5 separate regions of the Mus musculus genome follow, and all the other regions are linked to region 2. A link is a contact called in public promoter capture Hi-C data. All regions are on one chromosome and are shown on one strand. The core of a region is the stretch at or near the end of the contact, and the rest is flanking DNA. Distances in the headings are between cores, read along the strand shown. Region 1 holds the start of Wdr43 (WD repeat domain 43). Region 2 holds the start of Xdh (xanthine dehydrogenase). Region 3 holds the start of Myl12b (myosin, light chain 12B, regulatory). Region 4 holds the start of Lpin2 (lipin 2). Region 5 holds the start of Togaram2 (TOG array regulator of axonemal microtubules 2).

Region 1 (2,700 bases), core at 118-2,617, 2.3 Mb after region 2:
CTGTATTTCTGAGTGTTAGTAAGTACTCTCACCACTTTACAGGACTGTTAAGTTAAAAAGAAAACTGTATAAAGTTAAAAAAAAAAGTGCAGCAGCTCTAATGCTGACAATTACATAACTTTCACAAATCTGATTATGTTTGACTTATAGGGCCTCATATCTGCTCTTTGTCACCAAGAAAAGCTGGAATCCGGTAAGTAGCTAACCACTGTCACACAGAGTATAGCAACTTAGATAAAATAAATTTATGTGAAAGTTTACTCTTGGGATGGGAAGGAGTAAGCTATCCCAACAACTTTAACATCAGTGACAGCAAAACGTCACATATTTTAGGATACCTTTTACACCGGTTCCAGATTTTTGCCTGCCGACTGCCTAACCACGTGCGTGCCGAGATCTAACCGGGTGAGTCAACAGTGAGCAGCATTTACCTGACAGCGAAAAGGATTCCCTAACTAAGCAGTTTCCCAACTACGAGAGAAAAAAAAAAAATCACCAGGACCTACATCATATGCCCTACTCTATTTCACTGTACCTCCGCTGAGAAAGAAGGGAACTTAGAAATGGAAAAGAGTTTGTGGGACGACGAATCCCACAACCTAGAGGCAGAAGGGAACACGTGTTGAACACGCATCCGAGCCGAGGGAAGGGGCTCCCGGAAGGAACTTAACCTAGACGTGCGCATTCCAAGTGCCCAAAGCAAAACCAATACCGGGGTCCGGGATGCGGAAGCGCGAGACGGTCCTAAAGTGCGCACCGGGTAGCTCTGATGGGGACCCAGGCCTGGGAAGTCTGAGGCCGCCCCCCGGGGGAGCAGAGGCTTCGATGAACATGGCGGCCCAGAAGCAGCCGGGGTGCAGACCTCGTGGAGACCGCGGGATCGGGCCGCACCCTCCCGCAGCCCCCCTCGGGCCAGGCCGCACTTTGCAGCCGCGGCGCCGGCCCAAGCGCGCCGCCGGCCCGGCTCCGCGCCTCCTCTCTCCCGGGACGCCCCGGGCCACGCGCGCCAGGGGTGCCACGCGCCTCGCCGCCCGGCCCGGGATGCCGCAGCCCGGCAGGAGGTCCCCGTCCCCGTCGCCGTCCCCGCTCATCCTACCTTGGCCTGCAGCCGTGCTGGCGCCCAGGCCAGGCAGGTGCAGGTACCGCTGAGGTGCGCGGAAGGCACGTACTCCTGGTGCAGCCGGTTGTTGGCGGTCTCCCATACTCGCAGCTGACCGTCACTAGAGGCTAAAGCGAAGTAGGCTTGACTGTCCGGCGAGAAGGCGCAGGGGACCCCCGCCGGGGCCAAGGGGTCGTAGCTACCGCCGCCTCCGGCCGCCATTGCTGCTCTGGCTCCGCGGCAGCCACGTGTTCGCCCGGGCGCAGGCGCACCGGCGCGGGGTGGGGCCTGCAGGGAGGAAGTGGGGCGGAGGGAACGCTGAGAGCCCAAGAAGTGGCTGGTCGTGACGCAGGCCAGCGTTTAGCCGGGCCCACCCTGTGGACGGTGGCTCAGTGGGGTCCTTCTTAACTTGTCCTGCGAAGGAAGCGCGAGGGGAAGTGATTTGCATACTACCGAGCCAGATCCTTCTTTTAAAACTACGTCCTATGAAACAACTAGACGAAATGTTTAAAAGAAATATTTACTTACATCTCCGAGATTGTAACAGCTGTTTCCATGTTTCTTTAGTCTCTTCGAGGACGTGGCCATGTACGTACAATAATTATCCAATCATAGTTCTATCAAAGTTAGAGTTGGGGCTTGAAGAAACAAGATGCCTCTTTTATCTGTGTTAACACACAGAGATACTATTGGACAAGAGAGGAGGTCAAGTTGGGTGTAAATAAAGAATCCGGGCGGTGGTGCCTCACGCCTTTAATCCCAGCACTTGGGAGGCAGAGGCAGGCGGATTTTTGAGTTCGAGGCCAGCCTGGTCTACAGAGTGAGTTCCAGGACAGCCAGGGCTATACAGAGAAACCCTGTCTCAAAAAACAAAAAACAACACACACACACACACACACACACACACAAAAGAAAAAAAAAAAAAAAGAAAAGAGAAACCAAACATATATTCCCATCTGGATGTGTGCCTTTTAATCCCAGCACTCTATCTGAGGCAGACGCAGGCACGGTCTAGAAACTGAATTCTATAACATCGAGGACTATAGGGAAACTGTCTCCAAAAGATAAATGATAGATAGATAGAAGAAATTTTTTCCTTATTTTATTGGTTCTTTTTTTTTAATTATTGGTTATTTTGTTTATTTAAATTTCAAATGTTACCCCCCCCCCGGGTTTCCTCTCCTAGAACCCCCATCCTACCCACCTCCCCCAGGCTGCTTCCTCACCCACATGCACACTCCCGCCCCACCACTCTAGCATTCCCCTACGCCGGGGCATCATGTCTTCACAGGACCAAGGGCCTCCACTCCCTTTGACGACAAACAAGGCCATCCTCTGCTACATATGCAGCTGGAGCCATGGGTCCCTCCTGTGTACTCTTTGGTTGATGGTTTAGTCTCTGGGAGCTCTGATGGTACTGGTTGGTTGATGTTGTTCTTCCAATGGGGCTGCAAGAGCCTCTCAGGAGACATCCATATCAGGCTCCTATCAGCAAGCACTTCCTGGCATCAGCAATAGTATTTAGGTTTGGTGGCTGTATATGGGATGGATCTCCAGGTGGGGCAGTCTCTGGAAGGCCTTTCCTTTAGTCTCTGCTCCAC
Region 2 (2,700 bases), core at 25-2,524:
AAACTGCCCATTTCGTAAGGAATTTGATTCCGGGTAGCAAGTACTGTTTTATGATGACCAGAATATCCTGGACCGAGAAACTTGAAGGGATTTGGTGCATAAGTCTAAGGGTAAACTGGGATATCAATTGACCGACAAATAAGTTCATTCTTGGTTCCGTCAGGGCTGTGCCAGCAAAGGGGCGTTGTGTTGATGATGTGACTGTCCCAGGAGTCCTGTTTCCCAAAATGTTGTTGCTGCACCAGGCTCATCTGACCATGCACTTTTCTTCCTTTTCTGTGGTCTTCCAGGACGATGACACATGTGTCCCTGTAGGTTGGCTGAGTGATTGAGTGACTGCAGGGCTGGGGAAGGACAGAGTGCCTGCTGATGTGAAGATGGGTGGAATGGAGTGGTGGGAGGTGGAGCAAGGAGAGCCCACGAGTGTTGTCTGAGTGGATGCTGTGCATAGGCATTTACACCAGAAGCTAATGGTCCTTGATGGAGCTGGGGGCTCTCAGCTCTATTAACAGACTGTGGTGGGTGTTGTTGTATTAGCTTATTTTATTTACTTGGTGCTTGTAATATGTTTTGGTGTATGAGTTCCTCTGATAATTTGACAAGTTTTGTGAAATTCTGGAACATGATTTGTTATTGGGATTGTTCCTGTGACTGTTCAAAAGTGATTATTTCCATTCTCTGCAAGTTTATAAGGCACGCCCGAGAGACCTTTTGCTTTTCAGCTTTCTGCTTTTGGTGTCATCCTGATGTCCCTTTTCCAGGAAGAAACAGCTGAGTCCTGCAGGCGATAAGTGACAGGCTGTAGTCAAAGGTCAGGGTTTGAGTCTGGACATAAGGGTCTGTGTCTCTGACCTTCACATTCTGCCAGGCCCTGAGAGAGTGAGCTGTGCAGGCCAGTGGCGAGCCTGTGTCAGGGTGAGCCGGTTTGGGAAAATAACAAGTGTGAACGGGAAGAGAGTGAATCAGCCTCAGTGGCTGGCAAACTGCTCCTTCCCTGCTCTTCCTGGTATGGCAAGTGGGAGGAGGATGAAGCAGGTTTCACAAGGGCAGGTGCCCAGAATTCACAGTCATCTGGTGCCAAGATGCAGGCTTCCTTAATCTACGGCTGCACTTTCCTCTGTGCACTTTGACTAGGAGGACAGAGTAGGATCTGTGGATTGGCTGTCTGGTCCTTCCTGGATTGTGCAAACCTGTGACTCTTGCCAAGAGCTGTCCATGCCTGGAGCTGCTTCTTTCTCATTGGCTAACTTTGTTTCATTTTGCTGGGAGGCGTATCTTTCAAGTTGCAGGCAGTGATATCTACAAGCACCTCGCAGCAGCTCGGGGACTCCGGCCGTCACGATGACGAGGACAACGGTAGATGAGTTGGTCTTCTTTGTGAATGGCAAAAAGGTAAGTGGCAGTTGACCTTTGGTTTAGAGATTCTGCTGTCTGAAAGGGGACCTGTGTCACTTCTCTTGTGTGGACACTTTGATGTGTTCTGGTCTCATCTTACCCCTCAAAAGATATTGCTGTAGTTTGGTAACTTTAGAGCAAGATGAACACAGGCAAGACGCTCAGAGGGCAAAGGAGGAAGGGGAGGGAAGAGAGAGGGATGGCCACTCTATGCTAGAGGACACACTGGCTCAGAGGTGGGAAAAGGAACAGAGTCTAGGTGAGAGGAGGAGGCAACAGCACTTCCCTATTTCTGTGTTTCTTCTCTGTTTCTAGTGTTTCAGTGGCTCTCTTTAATACAAACAGCAGGAGGCGGGCACTTTTATGCTAATGCCGGAACATAAAACACACACAGCCACTGGTTCTGATATATGATCCTGTACATAGATTTAACTAGAGCTGATTTACTGTGCGGCAACATATACTGACACCTTGTGGCAAGCCATTATTGTCATTATTTTCATAAAGGACTCCTCCATCACCATCTCTCAGTTCTATATGTAAATATTGCAAACCCCTTAAACGGCACTTGTGAATGTAGGTAAAGTGGTATGGGGTCCACAAAATCCCTGATAGCCTGAGAATCTTTGCAAGGTCAACTCGGTGCAGGGAGAGAAGGAGCAAGCTAAGTGTATTGTTTCTGGCGTTGTTGGCCTCCCTTCAAGGTACTCCCAGCACTGCAGCTCCCCACTTGAGGTCACAGGAGAAGAACCCTCATTTCCCCCACTGTAACTGGCCACATGGACTTCATAAACCATGAGTGGGCCAAAGGCTTCCCCCCCTCCCCAAACAATTTTACTTGTTTTTTTATTTTGACACTTTTGTGTTGATTAAAGAGACTGAGTAATTTCTGAAGAAATTTGCAAGAATGGACATGTGATTTCAAGAATTCCTAAGGGCTTAGACTGCCAGCATCTGCTTGGCTAACTAGCACGCAAACTTTAGGAGTCATTTCAACACCAGTACGGTAAAGCCTGTGGATTCAGTGGGAGTGGCCCCATCCCTGGATCCCTGAATCTCTCTGATATATTGCTTTTGTGTGTGTGTGTGTGTGTGTGTGTTGGGCAAGCTTGGACCAAGACAAGGGCTAGGGTGAAATGCCTAAGCTGATGGTAGTAAGGCTTTTGAACTCAATCTTTTAAATGTCTTTTGTGCCCAATGGTTGCATCACAGAGGTGAGGAAACAGCTGTTAACTTGGCTCCCTGGAAATACTGTGCACACACAGACATCATCATCTTTGGGATGCTCATAAATGAATTTTTCCC
Region 3 (2,700 bases), core at 143-2,642, 3.0 Mb after region 2:
TGTGCGCACTCTGGGTTTTTGAGAGGGACTTTTGCTGTGTTAAGTTTACCCGTTGGAATGCCAGGGTTAAAGGCCTGTGCCCACCACATCCTGCTCATTAACTGATTTTACATTGCCTAGGGTGAGGATCTAGGAAGTGGTGGTAGACTTATGTAACAAACCCTGAAAGTGCCATAACTTTATAAGAAACATAATTATTTAAGCAATGATTTTTGAGGACAAATAGGATCAAAGATACAGCATCAGTACCACCTGGCGCCTATTCTCCACCTCTGACCTACGCAATCCCAGACCCTGATTTTTTCAAGCGCATATTTAAAGCCACCCTCAATTTATTAGGATTATTATCTTATTTTACATTTTATCTACTAGTTTGGGGAGGAGGCTGCACATTCCCTGGTACCTGCATACGGGGCTCAAGGAACAAATTACAGGAATTGGTTGTTCTCTGTGGGCCCTGAGAAAATAACTCAGTCATGCGTGCTAACAGGCACTTTTACCTGCTGAGCCATCTTGCTGGCCCCTAAGTTGTATTTGTATTGTCTGGACTGCTGTGAAGTACACGGATACTCAGTGCTGGAGACCATAGTGTTCCTGCCTTGGAGGAATTTCTTTTGGAAGTGGGGTAGGAAGGGAGGTGGTTTTCTACGTGTAGCGTGGCTGTCCTGGAACTAAGCTCTGTAGACCAGGCTGGCCTTCAGCTCACAGAGATGCTGCCCCAGCCTTCTAAGTGCTGGAATCAAAGGTGTCGCCACCACCGTCTGACACGGAATTTCTGATCAGACTTCTAGAATATGACCTCCCGGCGGGGAGAAAGTAAAGGCCACTGGCTGGAGTGCAATTTCAAATAAGCGAGAACGTTTCTGGAGCCCACTGGAGAGTGCTCAGCCGCCGCCCTCTTCCGGATTACATTCCTTCTCTTGAGCATTGTTTATCTAAAACTCAGTTTAACCAGGCCAACTGCCCTCTGCTAAATCAGGCAACTTCGGGCTGCCCGCTGCAGGCGCCAGGGGACCCCCAAACCAGGGCGGCTCCCAGCCCACCCGGGTCAAATTCCAGCGCTGGCGCTCCGCCCTCGGCTCGGGAATGCGGAAGGGGCGCGGGACTTGCGCTGGGAGCCGGGGAGACCAGCAAGCCGGCGCGGCTGCGGCAGGAGGATGCCGTGCCAGTGAGCTGGGGAATATGTACTCGCGGCTACAGGGGCTGAGTTCGTCGGGTCGTGCAGCCAGGCTAGTTTCCGCCGCTGGCTGCCTGGGTCCTCCGGGTCTTCGAAACGCTTGCAGCAACCCCCTGCCACGGTTGGTCGCGCCGGGCTCGCCGGTGCTCCTTCCGCCCCGCCCCCGGGCCGGAAGTGCGGCGCCGCCACTGTCCCGCCCCAACCTCCGCTGGTCGCAGTCGCCGGTCGGATCCTCTCGGGTGTGCAGCATCAGGTCAGGTGAGTGGCTCTCGACCCCGCGGGGCATCTCCCGGGCCGCATCTGTCCCTAGTGCTGCGCAACCGCGCCTGGAGCCTGCGGGCGGCTGGACCATCGGCTGGTGGAGCGGAGGTGGCTCGGTTCGAGGCCCTACGCGGTTCCTGTGCTGGCGAACCCTGGCCGAACGAGGCCCCGGGACCGTGTGCACTGGGCCTGCGACATCCGATGACTGACACCTGGTGCCCGGCTGCCCGCACCTGCCGCGGCTGCAGGCTGCAGGCTGCAGGTCCAAGCTGTGTGTTAGCGCAACTGCGTGCATCTGTTCTAGACGCGTTGGGGGAGGAGAAGCCCGCTGGTGTATGGTTCCTGCCAGAGGAAACCAGGAACTGGTACTAGAGTTCCTGGTTAGCAAATGCTAAAATGGGCTGATTTGCATAAATCCTTACTGGGTCTTAGGTCTTGCAAAGATTTAGCTCATTGTTAGAGGACAATTCGAAGAAAGCTGGAAAGAATGGAGAACATATTGAGCCAGGGATCCAAGATGAACTGGTGGATCTCTGCTAGGAGGTACCGAGCAAAAAGCTCAAAAGATGAGCATCGTATTATGTGCACAAGAAGCGCGGGTGGTCAGCCGGAAGGGAGAAGAACAATAACTGAGTACTAGCTGGGAAAGAGGAAGGTAGTTAGGGTAGGGCTCTTGGATACACACGACCCCAGGCGAGACCCTATACAATAAAATAACGTAGTTAGTTAGCCAAGGTAGGCCTCTTTCTTTAGAGGTGTACTGAAAACTCGATGAGAAATGAAAAATTACGTAAGAGGATTTGGGGAGTCACCCACGACAAGGAAGTAACACGACAAAGGATGTTTAGGGAATCGGGTTGACAGCTTTTGTTCTAGAGATGGCTTGGCTGTAGTCCTGTGTGTTAGAGAAATATCACAGCATTTTCTCCTTCAATAAACCCTTAAGTGAGGTGATGTCATTTGCCTGGGAACATCACTTCAGGAATTCATATGATGCCACCAGGGTTTTTCTATCCACTTGCTCCTCACTCTGTCTCTCTGTCTCTGTTTCTCTCTCTGTCTCTCTCTGTCTCTCTCTCTCTCACACACACACACACACACACACACACACACACACAAAGGCACCTGTTCACTGAGCTGCAGCTTATGAAGGACAGATCCCTGGGTGATAATGGTTGGCCAAAGTTAGGAAAGCCAGGGATGGGACCGATATCCCCATTCCCCCAAGGTTGAATGATACAGTTGTGTAGGGATGGCTTTCA
Region 4 (2,700 bases), core at 100-2,599, 2.8 Mb after region 2:
AGCATACAGCTGCTCTGCCGAATCTCAATTTTGCCACAAACGCGAAAGTAGACCCAGCCATTTCATTTCTAGCATGCTACAGCTATTCTGCTACTACCTCGAACTTGAAGATCGCTGGGGCCGATAAACCACAATCAAGAACACATTTAACTAGGAGGAAGCCCGTAGGAGGCTACCCACGGGCAATGTGAGAGGGCACACCGGGCAGGGCAGCCCAACGAGGGCTAAAACACCTGTTTCCTCCCACACTTGGTGGCTGGCTGGGTTGCTAACCCAGTCTAGCAATACCTGCCACGATTCGTAGTTTTAAGCCAGTGAAAGCAATCAATGTCGGATCAACACAGACACTAACCGGCAAATGATCCCAAAATAGATTTCAAAATTCAACTTGTGTTATCATAACGTTTTAAATTAGTGAGGCGAGGTTCGGTACCAACTTAACCAGCATCCCTACTGCTGGGCAAATGAGCTTCAGCGCCATGCAAGAGCCTCAGTTTCCATTTTTAATTTTTTTTTAAGTCTCAAAGATGCATTAAAATAAGTGTGTGGCCGCTTGTTCAGTAATCCCTCAGTGCCTCTCCAAGTATCCTGCGTTCCAGTACTTTCTGAAAGCGAGGGCGATCTTCCTAGTCTTGTTCTGCATAATTATGGCTCCGAAACGCCATCCTAAATTTGAATGAAAATAATTTTCTTAGGCTGGGGTGGATCCGCGGCGCTCAAAACTGGGCCTCAGAGCTCCGGTTCCCACAGCCGACAGAACCTTCCAGGGCCCCGGGGGTCGCCGGCAACAGGCTACTCACATCTAAACCAGGTCCGCGGCCTGCAGGAGGCGGCGGCGACGGCGACGGCGGCGGCGGGCAAGCCAACGGCCTGAGGGAATAACTGCACCTCGCCAGTCCCGGCCGGGGGATGACCGCGACCGCGCGCCGGCGTCCGCTCCCCTCCCCCAGGCCCGGGGCTGCGGTCCCCGGGCGCGCCGCCCGCGGCTCGGAGGACCGCTGCCGACGTGAGGGTCTCCGCAGACGCCCGCGCGTCCTCAGGCGGCGCGGCCGCGGCTACGTGGCCCACGCGAGGCGAGGCCGCGAGCGGGGACGCGGCCCCCCGGGAAGCCCCGGCGCTGTCTCCGGCCCGCTTACCTGCGGCACCGCGCGCGGCTCTCACTCGGCGGACTGTTGTGCAGCCCCGCAGGGATGCCCCAAGAAGCGGGGGAGCAGGGGGCGGGGCCGCCGCCTCCGAAGCCGCGGGCTACAGCGGAGCCCGCCGGGCCTCATGAATGGGACGCGGCGGCGGCAGCAGCGGCGGCGGCGGCCGAGCTGGCGGTAGACTGCGCGCACGCCCCGCCCCGGCCCGGCCACGTGACGCGAGCTCCGCCCCCGCCGGCCGCGCGCCTGGAGCCCTGGGCCCCTCCGGGGAGAGAGCAGCTCGACGCCGGCGCCGGCCTCAGAAGGGCGCTTTAAAAAAAAGTTTCCTCCGGTCCCCATGGCAACCTTGCGGCGCTGCGTCGGGCTTCAGAGTCCAGCTACCAAAAAAGAGTGCAAACGGTCTGCTGCATAATGGTGTCCCCGCGTAACGCGAGTGCACCATCATGGGATCACTGCAGAACCCGTATCTTTCCTTATTTACCCTTGGAGCTCGGTGATAACACCGCCTACTTAAAAAGTGCACTTTAACGGCTGCAGCTGCGAGTGTTAGTGACGGCGGCTGTTTTTCGTCTTGTATATCTGCAGCTGGTTCTTTCGATGGAAGGCCATGGCATCACTTCTAAATGCTTGTTAATTTCTTCGTGCTCACCGCGAGCATGAACAGTGTGACACAGTCTTCCGGCCGCTGAGCCATGCATTTATACAAACTCTCTCCGGTATGGGCCTGGGCACAGCAGTTTCTTTGCAACAATGAAGCGCGGTGAGCATAGTCTGTGCTGGGACCCGGGAAACCTTTCGTTTCCCTGCCTAAGTACCGCCGTGTGGAATTCAACCAGATTGCCTCAGTAGTTACCAAGGTCCACAGAGACACCCAAACCTACTGGGATTTTTCACTTCAGCGTGGCTCTTCATCTGATCTACCAGTGAAAGAAATGTTTTCAAGGTTGAAAGTTTCCCGTAAATGCTCGAGAAATACTACTCCTCCGCTGTGGGGAAGTGCAATTAAACCCAGAGAACCCAGTCCTCAATCCCCAAGTCAATGCACTGGGAACAGCTACACCTTCATTCCCATTGGGAGCCCAATGTAGCTTGCAGCCCAGACTGTAGAACACGCTGTTACTGTTTGTTCTCTAGCTTCTCATTCTTGACTTTTCCTGTTTCTCTCGGGATAGTTTCATTACCTCCTACCTTGGGAGGGAAATATTCTCACGCTTCCTTCCTCTCATCATGCAGAAAGCAGCAGACAACCCGCCCTTCCTCTGTCACCGCCCCCTCTGGGCTTTGACACCTTACTCAGAAGGATTGGTTCATGTTTATAGTATTTTCCTCATTCTCTAGTGGCTGCCTGCTTCATGCTACTACTGAGGCAGAAGAGGAACTAATTAAATATTTGTTGACTGTTCCTCGACTTCCCCCAGCTGATACCTGTAAAGTTGGGGCACACCCAACTCCCATCTGCTTCACTGCCCAGAGTCTTTCCTCACCTTCTGACCCTACCACCTTCCAGTTTCATGGCCAAGAACCTTCCCCCACCAATCATCGGTCTGCTAGTCTAGAT
Region 5 (2,700 bases), core at 148-2,647, 2.3 Mb after region 2:
AAACAGTATACCTTACTGCCTGACAATGGTGGCCCTCGGGAATGATGGGACGATATGCCTTGAAAAGCAAGTCTCATTAGAGCCTAGGTCATATCCTCCCGTCTCCAGTCCTCCTCCACATTCTCCTGCTTCGGATCTGCTGCTCCCTGGACTGAACTCCAGCCAGTTGTGAGAACAATGTAGGACTAAGATGACCTGGCTATGGGCCTGTCACTCCCCCCACCTAGGACCAGAGGCCAGCATGGTCCATGGCTACCACACTGACGCCCAGACAGATAGAAGCTCTCTTCACCCTTTACGCTTCTGAGGAAGAATGAGGCCTTCTGAGGGCAGGCACAGTGGCACACCTGTGATCACAGCGCTCTGGAGAGACAGGGGTACCAGAAGTTCAAAGCCATCTTCAGTGACCTAGCAACTCCCAGGCCAGCCTGCGCTACCCTGCCTCACAAAAGACAAACGGAAAATAAACAGTCACCCTTCCAAATCCCCTCCCATCAGTGTGGGCCTCGTTCTGGATGGTAGCCAGTAGAACCACAGTGTTAGGAGACCAAAATCAATCAAGCAAGAAACACGCCGATCTCCACTTTCTTGGCGGCACAAGAACAAAAGTTCCACGCTGGCCTTGGGCTGGCCAAGTGCCCACCTATCTCCACCCTCAAAACCAGGGACAGGAGAGCTTTTACATACAAGGAAACTGAGACTCAGAGGTGCAAACGCCAGCCCCATAGTCCAGTAAGTGTGTCTGGTGTCAGAATTCAAACCCAGAGCAGAATCTTTCCAAACCTTCACTGTAACTCGGTGCTCTAGTCCCCAAGCTTAGGACTGTCCCCACTCCTGCCAGCACCATCGTTCTCAGCACCCGCAGGGAATTTAGCCCAGAGGAGCAGAACCAACCATTGCCAAGGGTCACTACCCTGGGGAAGGGAGCAGCCCAGAGCAGCCCTCTTCCTAGACTCATACCAGCCAGCCAGCAGCATGTCTGGCCTCATTCAGAGAGACCCAGAGAGAGGCAGAGATCTCCTACTGTGACACGGCTTCCCTCTCCCCTCACTATGCTCTTTTTGCTTGCTTCAAGTTCAGATCTCCTCCTTCAAAGGATTTCGAAGGCTTGGCCCTCCCATCCAAACAGCTCGGTGAGCGAACGCCAGTATCTCTCACCTCTCCATCCAGAGGCCAATCCCCTGTCAGTGGAGGAATCCAGGGTCCTTAGTCTCTCTGGAAACAATGCTGTCCCTGCACAGAGGGAGGCAAGGGTAGGGCATCACCCACCTGGCCTGCCTTGGCCCAGGGCCAGCTTAGGAGGCCTAGGCCACGGCCTTCTGTCCAAGCAGGTACAAGAAAGCCCACAGCCGCGGCTGGCACACTCCTGCTCTCTGCCAGGCTCCTCTTGAATAAACACGGCTGCATGGCAACCGCTCTCTGAAGGAGCCCAAGTCCCTGTGTGGAGGAGAGAGAGAGAGAGAGAGAGAGAGAGAGAGAGAGAGAGAGCACTAAGACTTTTCCCCTCGGCCTCATTTCCCCCGTGGCTTCCCCCGGTGCTGGGCACGCCCCAGAGGCCAACCTGTCCTCTAGGGCCACAACAAAGCATGGGGGAGGGATAATGCACGAAAGCATCCCAGAGCCAGCTGGGATCCACTGGGTAGTGGCTGCGTCAAGAAATGTACAGCAGACTGAGGCAGGAGCCATAGGAAGGTGATCCTATGCACACGGCCTCTAGGCCCCAGAGGCCTCTCTGCTCATCAGCTTGCCTCCGTAGGCAAAAGGCCAGGTAGGGGCAGGCAGCAAGCAGAGCCGGGTCTGACCTCGATTTTGCTGTTGCTGTTTTACGCTCTATGACCAGGGCTTAACCTTGCTCAGCCTCAGTTTCCCTCATCTATAAAATGGTACTGCCAGGAAGAAGCACAGCGTTTGTCCAGAACAGAATAGGCCCTCTGTTTATCTCCACAGAGATATTTTTGTAGCCGAAAGCCAAACATTTGGGAACTCTGAAGTCTCTGTGTGTGCTTCCTCGAGGAGCCCCTCCGTGCACCGGTGTGTCATCCCCTCAGATAGCAACTGTTCCTGCCTCTTGCCCTGCCCTCTCTTGACCCTCTCCAGCCCACCCTCCAAGGCATACAGGGGAGGAGCACACAGCTTTTCAAAGCACCACTTGCCCAAACACTAAGGGTTTTTTTTTTTTTTTTTTTTTAGGCAACCCCTCCAACTTCTCAGCGAGGAGTCCGCTCGGCAGACACAGGAATACGGAGCGGAGGAGTCTGGAACAGGCTGCCTCACTCCCAGGAAGCCTAGCTGCTGAATAAATGCATCCAGTACAACGCTTTCCTCTCTGTGGTCCATGGGGACCATCCAGAAGCCTCTCTAAGGAGCAAGCTCCAAGAGCAAGCGAGGCCACTAGTGGCCTGCCAGTAAGAATGGAAAACCAGGAGAGGGGCGCGCACACGCCTTTGATCCCAGCACTCGGAAGGCAGAGGGGGGAGGATCTTTGAACTTGAGGCCGGCCTGTTCCAGGACGGCCGGACTACAAGAGGAAACCCTGTCTCAAAAAAGAAAAAGAAAAAGAAAAAAGTACTAGCTATCTACCTGTAGAGAGCAGTGGTCCCACCAGAGGGCGCCAGCAGGGTCCTCTGAGGGAGAAGCTGACTGCTACCAAATTCCTGAGCCTGGGGGCCCTCCTCCAGAGTCCAGGGGACATGCAGAGAG

What was found. Promoter capture Hi-C pulls out the DNA fragments that hold promoters and counts their contacts. Capture Hi-C pulls out chosen DNA fragments and counts their contacts.
Region 1: a promoter capture Hi-C map of adipose tissue shows a contact between it and region 2, with 2.9 times the contacts expected there. The contact joins the promoter of Wdr43 here to the promoter of Xdh in region 2. A contact is called at or near these places in 2 of 39 promoter capture datasets (the 3T3-L1 cell line and liver) and 2 of 9 other capture datasets (adipose tissue and liver).
Region 3: a promoter capture Hi-C map of pre-B cells shows a contact between it and region 2, with 2.6 times the contacts expected there. The contact joins the promoter of Myl12b here to the promoter of Xdh in region 2. A contact is called at or near these places in 3 of 39 promoter capture datasets (liver and pre-B cells) and 2 of 9 other capture datasets (adipose tissue and liver).
Region 4: a promoter capture Hi-C map of liver shows a contact between it and region 2, with 4 times the contacts expected there. The contact joins the promoter of Lpin2 here to the promoter of Xdh in region 2. A contact is called at or near these places in 1 of 39 promoter capture datasets (liver) and 2 of 9 other capture datasets (adipose tissue and liver).
Region 5: a contact with region 2 is called in a promoter capture Hi-C map of hippocampal neurons, with 6 times the contacts expected there. The contact joins the promoter of Togaram2 here to the promoter of Xdh in region 2. A contact is called at or near these places in 2 of 39 promoter capture datasets (hippocampal neurons and liver) and 1 of 9 other capture datasets (liver).

Annotation. Positions count from the first base shown.
Region 1 is chr17:71,614,882-71,617,581 of GRCm38.p6, reverse strand. It overlaps Wdr43 (WD repeat domain 43), which reads right to left and starts at 1,367. Exons shown (of 18, transcript NM_175639.1): 1 at 1,097-1,367. The coding sequence starts at 1,321.
Region 2 is chr17:73,948,770-73,951,469 of GRCm38.p6, reverse strand. It overlaps Xdh (xanthine dehydrogenase), which reads left to right and starts at 1,274. Exons shown (of 36, transcript NM_011723.3): 1 at 1,274-1,392. The coding sequence starts at 1,342.
Region 3 is chr17:70,989,208-70,991,907 of GRCm38.p6, reverse strand. It overlaps Myl12b (myosin, light chain 12B, regulatory), which reads left to right and starts at 1,392. Exons shown (of 4, transcript NM_023402.2): 1 at 1,392-1,435.
Region 4 is chr17:71,182,181-71,184,880 of GRCm38.p6, reverse strand. It overlaps Lpin2 (lipin 2), which reads right to left and starts at 1,349. Exons shown (of 20, transcript NM_001357791.1): 1 at 1,137-1,349.
Region 5 is chr17:71,671,958-71,674,657 of GRCm38.p6, reverse strand. Togaram2 (TOG array regulator of axonemal microtubules 2) reads right to left here and starts at 1,397. Exons shown (of 20, transcript NM_177087.4): 1 at 1,159-1,397.